2 separate regions of the Mus musculus genome follow, and region 1 is linked to region 2. Evidence: chromatin contacts called from public promoter capture Hi-C data. All regions are on one chromosome and are shown on one strand. Each heading gives the region's core, a stretch centred on a gene start, on an enhancer-like site or on the middle of the called end of the contact. The rest is flanking DNA. Distances are from core to core; before and after follow the strand shown.

What was found. Capture Hi-C pulls out chosen DNA fragments and counts their contacts.
Region 1: a contact with region 2 is called in a promoter capture Hi-C map of pancreatic islet. The contact joins two enhancer-like sites. A contact is called at or near these places in 3 of 484 Hi-C or Micro-C datasets (bone marrow-derived macrophages, cortical neurons and nephron progenitors) and 4 of 9 other capture datasets (adipose tissue, embryonic stem cells, liver and 1 more).

Annotation. Positions count from the first base shown.
Region 1 is chr2:167,034,072-167,041,516 of GRCm38.p6, forward strand. Znfx1 (zinc finger, NFX1-type containing 1) reads right to left here. Exons shown (of 14, transcript NM_001033196.2): 12 at 6,088-6,198; 13 at 5,706-5,801; 14 at 1,722-5,092. The coding sequence ends at 2,654. Ddx27 (DEAD box helicase 27) reads left to right here. Exons shown (of 21, transcript NM_153065.3): 19 at 1-52; 20 at 402-473; 21 at 568-874. The coding sequence ends at 586. Among named protein-coding and RNA genes, the nearest start is that of Ddx27, 22 kb to the left of the region's middle. Within about 2 kb of position 5,495, at least 10 of the 459 cell types and tissues checked have an H3K27ac peak or open chromatin away from gene starts, as enhancers often do. A contact at or near this core is called in pancreatic islet, where this site is marked.
Region 2 is chr2:166,874,347-166,880,720 of GRCm38.p6, forward strand. Arfgef2 (ADP-ribosylation factor guanine nucleotide-exchange factor 2 (brefeldin A-inhibited)) reads left to right here. Exons shown (of 39, transcript NM_001085495.2): 31 at 2,147-2,282; 32 at 3,925-4,063; 33 at 4,172-4,226. Among named protein-coding and RNA genes, the nearest start is that of Cse1l, 29 kb to the right of the region's middle. Within about 2 kb of position 2,230, at least 70 of the 459 cell types and tissues checked have an H3K27ac peak or open chromatin away from gene starts, as enhancers often do. A contact at or near this core is called in pancreatic islet, where this site is marked.

The DNA of each region.
Region 1 (7,445 bases), core at 4,245-6,744, 160 kb after region 2:
ATGAAGAACTCACCAACACAAGCAAGAAGGCCCTGAAACAGTATCGGGCTGGGTAGGTTTAAAGTGCCGCTCACACGAAAGCACCCTTGTCCATGCTCGCTCACTCTGCCTCTTGCCTAGCGCTTCCCAATGCTGTAATGATGAGCAGAGCAGAACTTAGTGTGCTTCCATAAGCCCCCTCATCCAGACAACTTCAAAAAGCCTCTGCCCACTGATGTGAAATTGGTGTCTGGCTTCCAGAACTGCACATTGTTCTGCACAAGCCCACAGGAGACTGAATCCCAGGCACTGCACTCCCCTCAGGGTACCCATCCCACCTGGGCTGGCCTGTGAAGCCAATATGGGTGACATCCCTCACGTGTCCCACAGCCTACCCATCTCATTCTTCATCTGTCTTACAGCCCTTCCTTTGAAGAGAGGAAACAGTCAGGTCTGCCCCGCCAGAGGAGAGGGAACTTCAAATCTAAGTCCAGGTGATGTTGCACTGTAGAGGGCAGAGGCAGTACCCATGGGCGGAGAGGCAGGCTGGGTGGGAGGCAGTACTTATAATATTGATTTCCTTAATAGGTACAAGAGAAAGAAGTAGTCTCAGTGGTGTGAAGAAGTTGGTGGGACAATTTTATATCCCTTCCCTGTGGGAAGTCATCTTGTCTTGGTCTGGTTTTTTTCCATATATAAAACCCCAAACCTGGGGCTGGAGAGATGGCTCAGACTGCTCTTCCAGAGGTCCTGAGTTCAATTCTCAGCGACCACATGGTGGCTTATAACCATCTATAATGGGATCCGATGCCCTCTTCTAATGGGTCTGAAGACAGCTACAGTGTACTCACATACATAAAATAAATAAAATCTTTAAGAACAGCAGACCTTCTTGAACAAGCCTGTTGTCTGTGAATCTGTTGGGTTAGTATCTAGGAGCTGTTTCTTAGTGTTAGTCATTTATGCATGCATGCCTTTTTAAAAATGTGAGCATCTCACTGTGTAGCACAGGCTAGCTTGGAGCCTGCTGTTAAGGCCTCCAATTTGTGGTACTGTAGAGATTGTTGGGGTTACAGGTACGCACTGCTGTGCCAGGGTTCCCTTCCTGACTGGCTTCCCTACACATATTAAATGCAAGTAGTCTATCTGGTGAGTTTAGACTGCCTTACCTCCGTTTGCAAAGGGCCTGTTCTCCAGCTGCATGCCCTGCTCACAGCTGCCAGCTCAGGGCTCTGTGTTAAGTCAAAGCTCACCTGCTGCTGGGCTGTGGGTCAGACCTGGCTCTGCCTTTGGTGGGAAGATCTCCATGTTAAAAGATGGGGCCGGTGAGAAGTCTTAGTCAACAAAGGCAAGACTGACCGGGGCTCCATCTTGGGGACCCAGGCAGTGGAAGGAGAAACGCAGCCCCTCCCTAGTGTCCTGACACCAATGCCCACCGCATGGTCAAGCACAGTGAATGTGCTAGGAACAGCAAGCAGTGTAGTCTCGGGACTCAGGAGACATTTGCTGTACTTAGAGAATGTTACCATGGGTAAAATTTGGCTCATCAGTTAAATGACCTCCACTACCAAAAATGACATGCCTCACCATAGGCTGTGCCCTACCCACAATTGCTAATCAAAGTTAGGAAGAGAAACAAACCATGGGTCTAGGATGGTGATGGTTGTTGGACACAGCTGAAACCTTAGGTGCATCAGTTATCAATACAGCAACAAAGCAAGCACAGATAAGAGATGACAGGCTTTTTTCAATCATTGTTTTTATTAATTGGCTTTATAGGTTAAAGTGCATAGTAAAGACAAAAAAAGGAAATGCATACAATAAGAAAGGGGCTTTCCTAGACAACATTAGAAAGGACCTGAGATGCCTAAATCTGTTCTAAGGAACATGGAAAGAGATGCAGATGCAGGCAGTAGGCCTGGAGTCGGGGCCTGCAGAAGCTGCTGGCATGCTAACCCTACCCAGGCAAAGGCTGCAAGGGAGGGTGCCTGGATAAAGACTCACAGGAGGTGCTGCTGACACTGAACCTGCTGACACCACCACCACCACAGAACCTCTCCTGCAGAGAGACACATCCACCCCTGCTATCTGAGTGCAAGTTTGACGAGGGTGCAGGGGTCACTCAGCTTGTGTCTGCTGTGAAAGCCCCGCCCCACTGGGGACAGTGAGTATATAACTGGGCCATGGAGAGTTGAAGTGCCTGTCACAGGCCTCCATCTCCAGGAGGGCAGGAGCCCAAGGAGTAGGGTGCCTGGGTTCTTGTGCTCCTTGAAGGTAAAGTGGTTCCTAAAGCTCTCTCTGGGTTGCTGTTATTACAATGGTAGTATGCAAGTTAGGGCCTGGACATGAGAAGCAGTGCACCCTGGGCACGCGCAGAAGTGCTGGCCATGCCAGGACCCAATCACCCTAATATCCCCGGGTGGAGGCCGGAAGCTCCCAGGAGTCAGTCCTACTTGCTACAGTCGAGGAGCTGAGAACTGTGGGCTCTGCTCAGTGCTGGGGGTAAAGTGCTTACTCTAGCGCAGGGTACATATAGAATCACATGTGGGCAAGCCCTAAAAGTGGATCCTTAGACAAGTGCGAAGACTAAAGGACACTAATAAACTGGTTCCTCCATGGAGGAGCCAACCCTGGCTCTGAGGTGGCAGGGCAAAAGGCCTTGAGGTGCCATCTTCTACATCATCCTGTGGATCTCCTCAAAGTTCATGAAGTTGTTGGCTGTGTTCGACCAGGCAGGGTGCTGGGCTCCATCCATCTCAGAGGCCAGGTGGTTGCTCCTCTCTAGAGTGTGATTCTCCCCACCGATCACCTCCTGACACTCGGGACAGGTACTCCTTTGCATGGCGCCCCCACACTCAGTAATTACATAGATGTGGCCATTGGGGCACTTGAACCAATGCCCACGAGGAACACCCATGGCAGTGACAATCTGCACTCGTTCCTCATCTGAGATGCCCAAGCCAGAGCAGGGAAGGGTGGTTTTCAGAGCATCCATCTTTTTCTGCACAAGCTGTTCATCTTCCTGGGTGAACTTACTTGTCTTTTCAAGAATGTTCCGGATGCTGGAGACCTCTTCTGCTATGCTGCCTTTCACCTTCTCGGCCATCTTGCAGCGCATCAGGAGGTTCACCAAATAGGTGAGCCTCTGGATTTCACTCTGGAGGTCACTCAGTTCCTGGCTGCTGAAGCTCAGGCGCTTCTTGGCCAGCCACTCGTGGACCTGCTCAAGTCGAGTCCTCACGCTCTGCTGTTCTCCACAATGCACCTTCTCCAGTGACCCCTCCAGGTTGGCCAAGTGGTCATAGAAGCGGATAGAATTCTCCACCAGGCCCAGGTCCTTCACTGACAGGTTTTTCTGGGCCAGCTTCTCTTGAAGTATTAGGAATTCTTCAGGACGCAGCTGATGGAAGAGGGTCTTGCTCTTCAGCAGGGCCTTAAGTTGTTCCTGGCTGGTTGAAATCTCCCCTGCAGAGCCCTGGATCTTCTCCTTGACAATCTCGATCTCTTCCAGCCGCTGTTTGATGCTGGTTCCATACCTCAGGTTTTTGCGGATGGGTACCTGACAGATGGGGCAGACTTTCAACTTGATGGCAACTTCATCATCCTTCTGCTCATTCATGAAGCGGTCCAAGGCTTGCACTTCAAAGATGTGGCTGCAGTCTTCTAGCTGCACAAAGCGGGCATCAGGCTCATCCTCAAAGCCAAAAAAGATTTGGGTGACTTCATCTGGTTGGCAGACACGGCACTTCTTGGGACATGGCTCCCCACACAGACCGATGCAAGGGTGGCCACAAGCCAGCAGCTTGGTACAAGGCACGTAGCATGGGGGCCGGTTGCAGGGCTCTGAGCAGAGTTTGGTGCACTGGTAGTGCTGGCAGCGCCAGACGCAGGGCTCCACGCAGGGGCTGCACAGCTCCCCACACTTCTTCTTGCACTGGCTGTGGACACAGCGGTTCTGACATGTTCGCTGGCAGGGTGGGCACTCACCAGTGCAGGGCTCCTGGCACTTGTGTGAGCAGATGAGCAGGCGCTTACATGGCTGTTGACAGCGCTCATGGAAGCGCCCTTCAAAACAGCTGTGACAGGAGCCTGGGCAGGGATGGCCGCAATCTAGAGTAGTGTCACACTTGGTGGTACACTTGACTGGCAGACCATATTTTATATCTTCCACATTGCCACACTTAACCAGTTGACTGTGCCCACATTTAAGTTCCACGGTGACCCTTTCTGAACACAGCCGCACACAATCCTCACCACAGAGATGGCTGCATCTGTGACCACATCTTAGTATCTTGGAGCAAGGCTCCTGGCAACAAAACTCTGACTCTGACATTGAACAAGGGACCATCTGTTTGTGACCACACTTCAGAATGATTTTGGGCACTTTCACCTGACAAGGCTGACACTCTTGGAAGCAGACATTTGGGCACCGGTGCCCATCCTGGCAGAGGACTTTCTGGCATGGCTTCATGCACTGGAACTCCTTGTGGGAGGAGTCATATGGATGGCAGGCACGTGTGCACACATGACCACAGGCCAACCGGAACTCACAGGGCCGGCTGCAGCCTCCTTCCGGTACTTTCTGGAAGTCAGAAGCTTTGGATACAAGGGTGTGGGTCTCAGGGTGGTTCTGGCAACAGAGGCGGAGGGACGGGCCTATCTGGTTGTTCTCTCGAAGGGTATGGATGATCCTGCTCCACAAGGGCACCTTGGCAAGCATCTGCATGTTCCCAATGCAGTACATCCCCTTCTTGGCCCGGGACAAGGCTACGCAGATGCGGTTGGGGATCTGCAGGAAGCCCACCTTGCCCTCTTGGTTGCTCCGCACCAGTGAGAGGAGAATGATGTCATTCTCTTCCCCTTGGTACTTGTCCACCACATGGACCTTGATGCCAGCAAACGTCTTGACAGGCATGAGTTTGCGCAAACAGAAGAGCTGCCCAGTGTAGGTGGTGAGGATGGTGATCTGGGAGGGCAGGTACTCCTGGCACAGGAGGTACTGGCACAGCTCCACCACAAAGTGTGCCTCATGCTGGTTCTGGTGACTTTTGCCTTCTTGGATCTCCTGCTCAGGAAAGTTGTGCTCCACAAAGAAAAGGTTGGAGGAGACACCCTGGAAAATAAGGAGGCAGGCAGCACATCAGCACTGGGGCTGGAACCGGAGCCTCACCCGTGCTGTGCACGTGCGGGACCTCTGCGCTACACCCCAGCTCTCTGCACGTCATCTCTGGACACTGACCACTGAGCCACAGGAAGAGTCTTTGTGCTTTCTGTGCCCTCCATCTCCAGATCTTTACCTCTGAAGCAGTCATGTGCCGTGGCACTGAGCTGGAAACTAATTAACCTATTTTTGTTTTCCAAGTATTCAATCACCTGTCATGGGCAAGGGGGCCGCAGTAGCTGGTGATGAGAAGCAGCTGATGTCCGCAGCACGCGCAGTGCTGACTGCTGCACGTAGCCCTGTGCACGGCTCAGGGACTGGGCAGGGGCTGCTGTTATCACCCGGCTGCAGACCACAGCACCAGCATCTCTTGCTGACTTACTCATTCAGGGTCACACAGCTGCCAAGTGGCAAGACAGATTGACGCCAGGTCAAGAGCCACCATTTCTTTCTCATTCTTCCTCCTAAGGCTTAGCAGTCCTGACCTGGCTCTATTGGCTCTATTCCCTTTTCTCCCTTTTAGAGACTATTTTTGCTGACAACATCAGAGGCAGGGCAGACTGACCTTAATCTGCTCATACTTGAGAACAGAAGGATGGTTCTCCAGATCCTGGTAAATGTGGGGGGTCAAAAGGCGGGCGATTTCAGGGCGCATGCGGTGCTGAAACAACAGATGCCATTAGGAACAAGTGCAAGACAAAGGGCCATTTTCTGGAGGCTAAGGTACCAGCAGGGAACCTACAGAGGTAACACCAAAGAGCAACTGGGACAAACCATGATGCAAGAGGCTTCATCTGGAAGAGCAGGGGACTTCGAAATGGTTTCAAACAGTATTTCTGACTGGCTATCTATTTCTGTCTGGCTATTTAAGCAATAAATCAGCTCTAATTGCTAGCACCCAGGAGCCTTCTCCTAGATGTCGGTAGCAACACAAGCCAGTCTCTCACCTGGTAATTCAGACGGACAAAGGGGATGTTCACTTTTACCAGCCGTTCAAACAGGGACACCTCAAGGTTGAAGTTCTTGGCCAGATCATACACATTAGCACTGGGGCGCAGCTGGGGAGAGAAACAAGCCTGAGAATTCTCAGTGGGAACACACGACAGCCCAGCAGCGTGGGCTTCAAGTGCCTGCTGGAAGGCGGCACTAGCCCAGGTGCTGGCAGGTTCAGGGTTAATAGTGACAAGGATCAGGAAGAACCCAACCCTGAGGATGAATGGTCTGGCTAGGCCTCTCTGCACAGTGATGCCTGAGTTGACAGGAGCACAGACAGAGGAGGCTGCCAGTCTTGCATTCATTTGCAAAGCAAGCCATGAGAAGGGGCAGGGAGGACAGTGAATGTTGGTCCTGAGAAATGAGGTGAGCCAGAGACAGGACAAAGCCCACTTCTGTTTTTGAGATCATCTTGCTATGTAGGAGCTTTAGGCTAGGCATGGCTGTGCATGTCCCTGTAATCCCACACTTGGGAAGTGGGGGCAAGGGCCAGTAGTATAAAGCCACACCCAGCTACAAAGCGAGTTCAAGGGTAGCCTAGGCTACACTGATCATCTCAAAATCAAAGGAGCTTGATTTTTAACATCAAGAGTAGTGAGAAGCCACTGAGGGCTTTAAGGATGACATGCATGGGCTGGAGAGATTGCTCAGTGGTTAGAGCACTGGCTACTTGTCCAGAGGTCCTGAGTTCAATTCTCAGCAACCACATTGTGGCCCTCTTCTGGAGTGTCTAAAGATATACATAAAATAAATAAGTAAATCTTCCTAAAAAAAAAAAGTGACATTGTCTCATTTACTGAGATTGAAGTTTTGGTTTATCTGAGGCAGCTGTGTCAGTATGTCACAAGCTAGCTGTGACTGGCTAAGTTACCTTTTGTTCTTTGAAGCACAGTTTCTCTATGTAGCTCTGGCTGACCTCTGCAGCCCAGGCTGACTTCAAACTCAGAGACTGCCTGCCTCTGCTTCCCAAATGCTGGGTTAAAGGTGTGCACCATTACTACTAGGGTTTTTGTTTGTTTGTTTGTTTTCCTTTTAATTCACTTTGGCTCCTTTTCAGGGGACAGACTAAACAGTAGCAAAACTGAAAGCAAAAGACTTAAGGAATTTTCTATGCAATTGTTCATGGTGAGAAATGGAGAGATGGCTCTATGGTTGAGAGTACTGGCTGCTCTTGCAGGGGAATTCCCAGTACTCCTGTATCCAGCTCACAACCATTTGTAACTCAGTCTAAGGGGATCTGTTACTCTCTCTTGGCCTCTCCAGGCACTGCAGGTATGAGGTACACTAACATGCAGGCAAAACACCCATACAT
Region 2 (6,374 bases), core at 980-3,479:
TTCTTTTCTTTTTCTTTTTTGTCTTTTTATGACAGAGTTTATTTGTGTAGCCCTGGCTGACCTAGAACTTAGTTTGTAAACCAGGCTGGCCTCACAGTCATAGCTATCCACCTGCCTCTGCCTCCTGAGTGCTGAAATTACGAGTGTGTGCCATCACTACCTGACTGGCCCTTTATTAATGTATTATTTCAGGAACATCATTTCCCCCTCATACCAGCATAAAAATAACATGCACTAGATGAAATATTCCGGATACACAGAGTTCACACCTCTATCACATAGAAACTGAGGCTACCACTATGTTGTCTTTTCCTACTTAAACAGTTTATACAGTTGAAGTCCTAGTGTAGACATTTGTCCTGTTCTTTAATGTTAGAGTAATTTTTTCCTCATCATAAATAGATAGATAAATATTCATTTCAGAAAAATGCTTGTCTAGCATGCAGGAAGCATGTGGTCCGCACGTGTGCTCCAGCTCTAGGGTTTGTTTCTGCAATGCCCAGCCCCCGCATAGCTTTCTACACAGATTCTAGGGGTCTGGGGATTGGACTCAGTCCTCATGCTCGCTGGGCGACGCTCTGAAGTGAGCGTTCCTAAATTCCCTTGTAATTGAGGACAGGAATCCGGGAGGCCTAACTTCTGCATTCATGTCCACACACCATGGCTTGCATGTCTGCAGGGCACTGTGGGCCTTCCCCTTTCCCCACACTATCCAGCCTTTGCTTTCATTTACCTCGGTGCTCTGCACGGGCAGAGGCTCTGCTGGCTGGCTGGCTGGCTGCCACCACTGATCACCACATCTTCCTATTGGGACCTGGCTTTTTGGACCTGGCTTTTTGTCCTGTGTCATCAGCTTTTCCCAGTTGCTTCCTCTTCTGTTTGTTGAGGGGCTGGGTTTGGTTGGTTTTTCACTTGTGTGTTTTGTTTTTGAGGCAGTGTCATCCTCCAGCCTGGGTGGACCCGAAGGTCACTTTGTAGTCTTACTTTTTCATTGGTATCTTTATTTTCTTTTTATTTAGTTTTTTCTGGCTGTTCTGGACTCCATATATAGATCAGGCTAGCCTCAAACTCTCAAAAATCCGCCTGCTTCTGCCTCCCAGATGCTGGTATTAAAGATGTGCACCACCAACGTCCAGCTTAAAACTTTCCTCACACAGTATATTTTGGTTGTGTTTTCCCCTCCTCCAACTGTTCCCACATTCTTCCCGCATACCCAACTTTGTTCTTTCTCATTGTCTTAAAAAACACACACACACACACACACACACACACACACACACACACACACACACACACACAGTGTAACTCCTCACTCTGTATCGCTCCATTGCGGAAAGTGGATTTCCCTTTCCTGGCAACTGTCAGCTGCAGATGGCTTCTTGGTCAGGGGTGGGGCTCTGTAGGCCAGCACCTGTGCTGGTCTTTATTTACGCTATGTTACCAGGTCTTCAGTTTCATTTCCTTCTGGCTTTTATTTTGAGAACCCTATTCGTGACACTTTTCTTTTCTGTCATTGTGTAATCATTTTTATATTTCTCTGGTACTTTTATGCCGTCATTTTTTGAAAGAGTGTGGGGGGGGGCAGGATAAGGTGCTGGGTGACCGCCTCTTTCATAGTCCACTATTACTTTGAGTCAAGCTCTCCTGGTGAATGTGAGGCTCTCATTGTCTCCTCTTGGCAAACCCCAGCGGCGCCATATTCCCTCAGCCCTTCCCACACATGGGGCAATGGGTGCCTGGGACGGTAAGCTTGTTCCAAGGCTGTGAAATCTGAACTCCAGCTCTCGTGATTGCCTAGCAAGTGCCCTCGACTGCTGAGCCATCTCTTTAGCCCGTATGCAGTTGTCTTTATTTTCCCATATTATTTTAAGGGACAGTTTAATATTTGTGAGTCCACAGTGAAGCCTATCACACCATGCAGTTTTCAGAGTCTGAATGTTACAGGGGTGGACATTTTCTTCTGCAAACATTTCCTCACCCGCCTGACTGTTTCTGTAGGATCTGACGGTGGAGAGAGTAGTTCTGAGCAAGCAGAAGCAGTCAGGTTTGAGATGTCGATACTTATGTGAGTGACAGCCAGGCTTGCAAGAGCAGCCATCTTACCCTAGAGATGTTGGTTTTGAAGATTCATTTTTTTTCCTTTCAGAAATCAGAGTGGATGACGACCACGTGCAATCATGCACTGTACGCTATTTGTGACGTATTCACCCAGTTCTACGAAGCTTTGCATGAAGTGCTTCTCTCTGATGTGTTTGCGCAGCTGCAGTGGTGCGTGAAACAAGGTATTCATTAAGTGAGGGAGGGGCAGTGTTTCCTCGTACACAGTCTTTATGAGGAATTAATTTTCTGTCATAAAAGTATAAATGCAATGCCAAGGGTCACTGTGTACAATTCAGTCCACCAGTCCCTTCCCAGGTTGATTTATAAGCACAGTTTAAAGGTGGATTTTGTTGTTTTTGTTTTAAAGGGTGAGATGCACTTTTGTGCTTTAAAGTTTGTTTTTTTTTTAATTCCCCTCCGTTTCTCCCTCCCTCCTTTCCTCCCAGCCTGTGTCTGTCCATCCGTGTGTACATCCGTGTGTCCATGAGCTATTCCCTCAACTCCCTTCTTTCAAGTTTTATGTGTTTGTAATTTTTTTATAGTAAACTATTTTTTAAAGTACTTTTGGAGTTACTATCACCAGCTACATCAGTGACATCTTATTTAGTGGTTATGTGTTCATGTTAGTGTATACCAGATAAAAACCATGTATCCCTCAGACCTGGATCCATTTTGGCCTAGGGCAAAGTTAAATTCAGTTAAGATCTTTTTGAAAAGTGACTCCTTCTTTCCTCCTTCTCTGTGCAGCCTGGCTGTGCTGGAACTTGATCTGTTTAGACAGACTGGCCTCAGAGTCACAGAGATCCGCCTGCCTCTGCAGCCCAGGCGCTGGGGTCAGAGGTGTCTGCCACCACGCCCTTCTGGCGAAAAGGACCACATTTTAAAGGAAGTAGCAAATAGCTGTAGTACTTTGATAGCAAAAACTGGAAAGGTAGTTAGTGATTATATCAGAAACACTATTTTTAAAAACAATTTATTTATTTATTTATTTATTTATTTGGTTTTTTGAGACAGGGTTTCTCTGTGTAGTCCTGGCTGTCCTGGAGCTCACTTTGTAGACCAGGCTGGCCTCGAACTCAGAAATCCGCCTGCCTCTGCCTCCCGAGTGCTGGGATTAAAGGCGTGTGCCACCACGTCCGGCTAAAAAAATTTTTTAAACAAACCAGAGAACTTTATTGAATCCACCCTTCCCAAATTAGGCCAAAGGAGGAGGGTCCCTTTGGGGTTAGCTGATTTTTTTAAAGATTTATGTATTTATGTTTATGAGTACACTGTAGCTGTCTTCAGACACACCAGAAGAGGGCATCAGATCCAATTACAGATGGCTGTGAGCCACCATGTAATTGCTGGGATTTGAACTCAGAACCTTCAGAAGAGCAGTCAGTGCTCTTACCGGCTGAGCCATCCCTCCAGCCCAAAAACACTAATTTATGCATCTTATGCCATTTCCTGTATGTGCGCCAGTTAAAGTAACAAAGCACTCCTCCCCCTCAGCAAAACTGACTAATCATTGTACTTCTTTAAAAAATTTTTTTTTTATTTTTAAAAATTATATGTGCATGGGTATTCTTCCTACATGTATGTCTGTGCACCACGTGTGTGCCGAATGTCTGTGAAGGCCAGAAGAGATCCCCTGGGGTGGCATCCTTCAGCTCTAACAGCTGACTCTTCGTAGCCTAGCTTCATTAAAGCTTACAGGCCTCCAGCTACAATCCCCACCTCTCAGTGTCAGGTAGAGACCATGGACCATCAGACCCAGATCCTGTTTGGTTGCTTTCAGGACAACAGTTAAAGTTTAACAACAGATGCTGTTGAATTTTGCAGATAATGAGCAGTTGGCCCGATCAGGTACGAACTGCTTAGAGAACCTAGTGATATCCAACGGCGAGAAGTTCAGCCCTGCTGTCTGGGATGAAACCTGCAATTGCATGTTGGATATTTTCAAAACCACCATCCCACATGTGTAAGTGCTAAGGCATGTGGGATGTGTCCGTGCCGCCCGGGGCTATCCATCACCAGGCTTCCAGGTGCAGTGGACGCTGATCTCTGCTTTCTCTCTTGCTCCCTTAAGTTTGCTGACGTGGAGACCTGCGGGGATGGAGGAGGAGGTGTCAGATAGACATCTGGTAGGTTCGTTTATTCTCTTCTCATAGCTCAGTAAGGTTCATCAGCCTAGGCTGAGGAGATGGCTCAGTGGGTAAAGGTGCTTGCCACCCAGCCAGTGACCTGAGTTTAGTACCCTAGACCCACATGATGGAGAGAGGGAAGTACAAGTTGTCCTTGGAACCCCTCAGGCACAAAGCCCCCTGCCCTACCCTAGTAACATAAAATAAGCAAATAAAATAATATTTAAAACAGTAGTCAGCCTATGTGTTTTGAAGCTTTTATATGGGAATGAAAAAGTTTACACAATCTAAAATTAATACGCTTGCTGGGTGTGATGGTGCACACCGTTGGTCCTAGCAACCTAGGGCAGAAGAGGCAGAGCTCTGAGTTCTGGGCCAGCCAGGGAATACATAGTGCCCCCAACAGAATCAATAGGCGTTTATCACTTCCTACAAAGTACAGAAAGTATTTTTTAAAATAGTCTCCTGTGGGCAGCAGTGGCACACCTTTAATCCCAGCACTCAGGAGGCAGAGATAGGTAGATTTGTGTGAGTTTGAGACCAGCCTGGTCTATAGAGCAAGTTCCAGGACAGCCAGGGTTACCCTGTCTCAAAACAAAACAAAAACAAAACAAAAGTCTCCTGCAGTAGAAAACACTGTGTGCATTTTGCTTATCCTTGGTGTCTGCACTTGCCATGGACTGGAACTCAGCTGACATGAAGGGGGTGGGTGCAGAGCCTGTGAGCATCTGTCTGTCTTTACGTCTCTTAAGAATGGCCTTCTGGATTCCAGAGTTCGAGGCCAGCCTGGTCTACAAAGTGAGTTCCAGGACAGCCAGGGCTATACAGAGAAACCCTGTCTCGAAAACAAAAAAAGAATGGCCCTCTCTTGAGCTGCATACAGCTCTGGTGAATGTTATGAATGGCTCCTTGCTTGTTGTTTTTCTGAGTTAATAGTGCCCTACTCACCAAAGAGATCATCGCTTTATAATTAGTGTGAAGTCACATAAATTCTGATTTAAAAAACTGTAATTATGTATATATGTGTGTAAGTGCAGTGAGGCCAGAAAGGACATTGGATCCCCTGGAACGGAGTTACAGGAAGTTGGGAAGCCACCATGTGGGTGCTGGAAACAGCAGTGTGGTCCTCTGTAAGAACAGTCAGCGCTCTTAACATTAAGCCAGCTCTTCAGCCCTCAGAGCTCTAAATTAAATCTCACTTTAAAAGTCTTTGTTTTACTACTTCTGAAGGTATGTGAATTTGAGAATTACTGATTTGCATTTCCAAGTAACACTAACATTTCAAAATAACCATTTAAAAAGGATGTGGGTTCGAGGGATGAGCTTAGGTGGTCGAGCATAGTGGCAAGTGCTCATCTCCTGAGCCATCTCACTGTACTCAGGTTAAAGTAAAGCCCGGTATTACACAGCTCTGGTTCTCCTGGGGCTGCTGGGACTCACCCTAGCACTCACCTCCAGGCACACAACAGCAAATGGATTTCTGCAAGTTCAAGCCTAGCCCAATCTATAGAGTGATCAGGACAGTCAGAGCTGTGGAGTGGGAATCTTGTTTCCCAAAACCTAAAAGTAAATAAACATTTTCTTCTTTTTTAATCTGGGGGTGGAGGAGGGTGGGGGAGAGAAAATATGCCTGCTTGCGAGAATAAACTTTGCAGGAGTAAGTTCTGAGTTTCCATCATGTGAGTCTTGGGGATCAGCTCTGGGTCATCAGACTCAACAGTAGCTCAGCTTGTGTTTACCTGCTGGGCTGCCATCTTGTTAGCCTTTCTTTTTTTCTTTTTTTTTTTTTAAAGATTCATTTATTTATTATATGTAAGTACACTGTAGCTGTCTTCAGACAATCCAGAAGAGGGAGTCAGATCTTATTATGGATGGTTGTGAGCCACCATGTGGTTGCTGGGATTTGAACTCTGAACCTTCGGAAGAACAGTCGGGTGCTCTTACCCACTGAGCCATCTCACCAGCCCCCTTTCTTTTTTTCTTATAAGGACATTTAGTTGTGGCTGGCTCACAGGTTCAGAGGTTCAGTCCAGTATCATCAAGGTAGGAGGAGCACGGCAGCGTACAGAGAAAGATGGCGCTGAAGGAGCTGAGAGTTCTACATCTTGTTCCAAAGGGAACCGGCACTTTTTTTTAAATTCTGTTTTT